Linked DNA regions of Dromaius novaehollandiae: region 1 is linked to region 2. Evidence: chromatin contacts called from public Hi-C data. All regions are on one chromosome and are shown on one strand. Each heading gives the region's core, a stretch centred on a gene start, on an enhancer-like site or on the middle of the called end of the contact. The rest is flanking DNA. Distances are from core to core; before and after follow the strand shown. Region 1 holds the start of ARID1B (AT-rich interaction domain 1B). Region 2 overlaps ARID1B (AT-rich interaction domain 1B).

The links. Hi-C and Micro-C count contacts between places; a contact is called where the count stands out from the background.
Region 1: a Hi-C map of liver shows a contact between it and region 2, with 2.5 times the contacts expected there. The contact joins the promoter of ARID1B here to the enhancer-like site in region 2. A contact is called at or near these places in 2 of 4 Hi-C or Micro-C datasets (brain and liver).

What each region holds. Positions count from the first base shown.
Region 1 is chr3:68,788,672-68,791,371 of bDroNov1.hap1, forward strand. ARID1B (AT-rich interaction domain 1B) reads right to left here and starts at 1,281. Exons shown (of 22, transcript XM_064509114.1): 1 at 1-1,281. The coding sequence starts at 768.
Region 2 is chr3:68,670,724-68,673,423 of bDroNov1.hap1, forward strand. All of the region lies in intron 4 of ARID1B (AT-rich interaction domain 1B), which reads right to left. Among named protein-coding and RNA genes, the nearest start is that of ARID1B, 120 kb to the right of the region's middle. Within about 2 kb of position 1,443, at least 2 of the 2 cell types and tissues checked have open chromatin away from gene starts, as enhancers often do.

The DNA.
Region 1 (2,700 bases), core at 31-2,530, 120 kb after region 2:
GGGCTCGGCCTGAGTGCCCAAAACACTGTCTTTTCCTCCATGTTGCTGCTGCTCCATGTCTGCACTGGGCTGAGCAGCGCCGCCACCGCCACCGCCGTTGTTGTTGCTGCCGCTGCCGCCGCCGAGGCTGCTGTTGTTATTCTGCATGGGATGGTGCTGAGGCGGCGGCTGCTGCGGCGGCGGCTGGAATTGATTTAGCTGCTGCTGTAGTGCATGGTGGTGGTGGTGCGGGTGGTGGGCATGGTGGTGGTGGGCATGGTGATGCGGGTGGTGGGCATGGTGGTGGTGGGGCGGCGCGGCGGGGTGATCGCCTCCGACGCCTTTCAGTTTGTGGTTGGGAAGCAGCCCCGTCTCCATGGCCGAGCCCGGGTTGGAGGAGGAGGAGGAAGAAGAAGAAGACGACGAAGATAACGCCGAGGAGCTTCCACCTTCCTTCAGAGCCGGCTCCGAGGAGGAGCCGCCGCCGCTGGCGTTGTTGTTGTTGTTGTTACCGGTGGCAGCGGCAGAAGTTGCATTATTGGCCATGTTCAGCGGCTCGCTGTGGTGGTGGAGGAGATGGTGATCTACATTATTCAGGCTGCTGCCGCCGGTGGGAGTCCCGTCTCCGACCCCCAGCATGGGGCCCGGCCCGGGAGCCCCCGCGGCGGCGGCGGCCCCAGCCCCCCCCGGGCCCCGCTCCGGGCCCAGGCTGCCCGGCAGGCTCGGGGCTTTGCCCTTGCTGTTGTTCGCACCCGCCGGAGCCGCTGCGACTTGCGCGGCCATGATCATTGCAACATGGCAAGTCCGGATAAATTAGTAGTAGTAGTAATAATAATTAAAAAAAAAATCAACCCCCACCCTCAAAAAAAGGGGGGGGGAGTGGATAGGGTTGGAGGAAGGGAGAGGAGAGGGGCAAAAAGAGAAACGGCTGGGGGAAAGAGACGTAACTGAGCCAACAGTATCCCCTGCGGATCACTCCACACACACAAAAATTACAGAAATTTCCCTCCCCGAGTCCGTGATTGAGATTAGAAATGGTAAGAATGCCTTACGGTCTGTGCCTGTTCCTGCTGTGTGATTTCATGTTGAAAGTTTTTTTGTTCAGGTTTAAATGAAACTTTTTTTTTTTCTTTTCCTCTCTAACCCGGATATGGGTAAATACACGTCTGACTGAGCCTATCTGGCCCAGCATGGCATGAGCGAGCGAGCTCCAGCAACCATCGCCCCCTCCGCGCCGAGCGCTCCCGCGCACTCGCAAAACGCGGACTGGACTTCGCGCGCCGCCGGCTCCCGCTCCCCGCCGCGGCCCCGGTGGCGGCACGCGCGGGCGGGCGGGCGGGCCGCGCGGGGGAGGGGAGGGCCGGCGGCCCCGCCGGAGGGAGGGGGGCGCGGTCCCCTTCGCGCCCCTGCTTTGATTTTTATTTTTAGCCGGTTTTGCGCGCAGCGAGGGCTGGAGCCGGGCGCCGGCTCTGGGATCGAGTTCCGCGAGGAGGCAATAAAATATTAAACTCCTGTCGGGGTGGCGGCGGGGCGCAGGGCCGAGGCCGGGCCCCGCCGGCGGCTCCGGCCCGAGGAGGCCGCGCTGGGGCGCCGAGCGGCCCGGCGGGGCCCGGCGCGGCGGGGCTGCCCGGGGGCGCTCTCGGGGGCCGGCCGGGCCGGGCCGAGCAGGGCCGGGCAGGCCGCTGCCTCGCCGGGCAGGCGGCGGGCAACCCGCGCGCCGGCGGGGCCCGGATTTACTGTGCTAAATAAATAGGAATAAATCGGTCAGACTTCGAAAGACTGTAGTCCTCTGCCCTTGAGCCCAGGATGTAACGCTCAAGCGCTTTTTCATTTCACGCGGATGACAAGAAAATGTGTGTTGTTTCATGGAAAAATAGGATACCTCCCCCTCCACCCCACCGCCCCGGAAGACTGGTACTTTGTGTGCGGGGGGTTATAAAATTTAAGCTAAAATTCTGTGGCAGTAGCATCTTTGCAGTTGTCCACATTGTCCAGCTGTCTCCAAACTCTAATGGTCGTTTGCACTGATGATGCTTTTATATATAGAGCTGTTTTCAGTATGTTCCGGGTACTTATTTGGAGATCTACAGGAGCTGATCAAGGAGAGAGAGACATTTTCAGCCTCATAACTGTTTCCCCAAACAATATAATTTCTAGTATGCACAAGGCACTCATGAAAACGTAGTAATACAAAACACATAATCGAAGTAACTTTTGCTCCAAATGGTAAGCTGTTGCTGATGACCTACATTTTTGTACCGTCTTTCAGAATGTTTTGGCAGGTTTTTTATAACTATCTTAATAAAACCAATAACTTACTATTAGAAAAGATAGTAGTCGTACACTACATTCAACTAATAAAAGCAGTTGGAAGATCAGATATTCTGCTATACACATAGCAAACTGGGACGTTAATGAATGCTTTTAATACAGCAAGGGTCCGAAATAGGCTGTTTTAAATGAATAGTCCTATGCATTCTGTTAGAGATCACCATGCTTTCAAATTTCAAAATAGATAAATAGGGAATTCAATAATAATGACAGAGAAAAATACACCATATCAAGAAAGATGCTGTCATGAGTAGGTAGGCTTTTTTTATATCCGCTGTGAAAACACTGAAGAGCAGAAGCTTCATGCTCTAATGTTGAATTACATGCAAAGATTATTGATAAATGTACGAACAGTGTGATTCCACTGTCTATTAATTTTAGTTCTGTCTG
Region 2 (2,700 bases), core at 193-2,692:
CATGAGCAGTTGCGTACATGAAAAACACAAGGCTCTGAGGTTCCGTCAGAGCAGAGACGAGCTGGTGGAGAGCAGGAGCCCTTCACATGCATCCTCCCAGCTCAATGACCCAAGTACAGTCCAGCTAGGTAGGTGAAACAAATTTAAGAGTTTCGGTCCATTTTCCAGAAGCTAAACGTCCATCTCAGAAGAGACACCATTTACATCAACATCACTACACAACATCAACATAAGAGGACAAGAATTGAGAAACATTTGAGAAACAGCTGTGCTTTTCCTGAGATGTCCCGAGAGGTCAAGGCAGAAGTATTTGGGCGAGTTGGATCTGCGACAGATGCAGAAGGACAAATTGAGGCCTTCAAGGTGTCAGTTAAACAGTCCTCAATAATAACAAATTCACAATTCAAGAAGAAGAGGGATTATGAATTCTAGGGTGGCTTGTTAGTCTCCAAGTTCTTATAGAGACTATTTGTGTCTGCAGGGATGACTGAATCCCTGTATCTACAGCACTTGACTGCATTTGGATATATGCCTCCTACTAGACACTAAAATGAAAGCTGTATTTTAGAGCTCTGGAAAAGTGAAACACAGCCTACAGCTTGTATTTATAATAATATTTCTACCTATCTGGATATGCCTCACTGGCCTTATGTTGAAGAGGAAAGTGATGGGGGTTAATATCATGTCCCTGAGACTGTTCTGGATTTTTTGATCCCCAGTTCGTCAACCACGAGGTGCGTCTCTGCTGAAGACTGCTAATAAAACCCTGCGGATACAGAGAATGAGATGAAAACGCAAAGGGGAAAAGCGAAAAATGGACATACAAATCAAAACACAAGACAATGTACTGCCTTGACTTGAACCTTTCGCAGCTGCATCAAAGCTCACATGTGCTTACTTCAGCATCTGCTTAAATTAAATGACAAAAATCTGCACCACTTTGCAGAATGCTTGAAAAGTGCAGAATGCTTCAAAAAGAGCCTCTTTCAGGTTTTACATGTTTTAGATGGGAGCAGTCAGAACTGTTCCAGGCTTCGCTCTAAGTTTTGCAGACAAGATCAAGGAAAGAAAGGGTTAAGGCCCAGGAAATAAGAGAGCAACAGAGCAAATCTCTGTTTGAAAAGCCTATAAAATGTTACAAGCAAAACAGGAAAGCTTGTGTTAATAATGCATAAACCAAAGGAGGGGAAAAAAGCTACCCATTTAATGGAATAATGCTTTTATCCTTGCAGTTAAAATGAAATAAACCATGACTATTAATCTAGTAAGACCATGTAAAAACGTAATTTTTATACATTTTCTAAAAGAGGATAGTTCAGTAACCACTCTAAAAAGAAAGAAAAGAAAAAAAAACCCAAGGCCTTGTGTACAGCAGCGTTCAAATGCTAAATACCAATCTCCTCTCTGTGGAGGCCATTACCCACCCTGTCACCATGGCAACGCTAACAGTGTGACTGACTTCAAAGACAAAGATGTAATTTCAGACTTCCAGCAGCCAGAGGGAGTGGTAAGAATATGCTACCCAGGCGGTGTCAGCTGATGATAAATTATAAAAATATCCAGGAAGGTTATGAGGTGGACCGTACCACGGTGCTCGCCATCCTGGGGGAAACTTTTGCCTCAGTCAGACCAGGCTGGCGGAGATGGCGCAGTCGAGGAGTAAACAGGAAAGAAATCTCAGCGGAGTCGATTAAAAAAAAGTTGCGCAGCGCGGCGCCCTGCCTGCCTTTATTTCATTCCCGGGCAAAAGCAAAAATAGCTCATGCCATCCTTCTCCTCATTCAAATGCGAGTTGCTGCAGAGTGGTGCGAGCGCTCCCGGGGACTCGCTAAACCACCTCTGTAACTGCTACTTCTATATTTGTCAGAAACTGCTCCAAGTACCGAGCAGCCAGCGAGGAAGCCATATCAGCATGAAAAAGGCTGAGCTTTCTGAACCAACACGTTATATTCCTTTAACTTCAGTGCAGTTCTGACAGAAAAGTTGTTTTTTATTTTATTTTTTAAATGAAAAAGAGTAACGATAATTGCAAGATTGATTCAGTGGAGACAGGGCAGGAGTGAGCTCGCTTTTAAATTTTGACACGCTATGGATTCTAGCAATAAACAGTAATAGTAAGACAGAAAAACAGAGATTAACTTAGCTAATATATACCGTTTTCTCATCGATATGCTCTTACTAAGCGTGATAAAAATATCCACTTAAAAATCGGTCTACAGAGCTGGCCTTGTAGTCTAGCAATAGTACAGTATGTTGCCTGGGAAGCCAAAAACTCAAGCTCAGATGCATTTTTTTTTAAATCTGCTTTACCAAGTCCTCAGAAGGGAGTGCAATTCTTTTTCTAGGTGTCATGTTCCCTACAGAATCATTGCCTTGTATCTAAACCAAGATAAAAGGAATATATTGCCTTCCTGTTTAGTAAAGTTGGGTTACCCTATGAACTCTTTTCAGAGAGGAGACAGAGGGAGTTGCAGAACAGACATCCTAGAACAACCCAACACCTTGAAGCTTTCTTTTTGTACATACACATCTGTATATAGCCTAAATGGCATTACATCTGTAACTTGGCTATTATCTTGTTTAGAGGAAAACTAACCCTACTCCTTGCAGAAATTCAGATACTTTGTCTCCTTTTGGACAGGTCATGTGTATTACAAGCTACAGTACCCCTATCAGAAAGGCAGGTTCCCAGCTGATAGG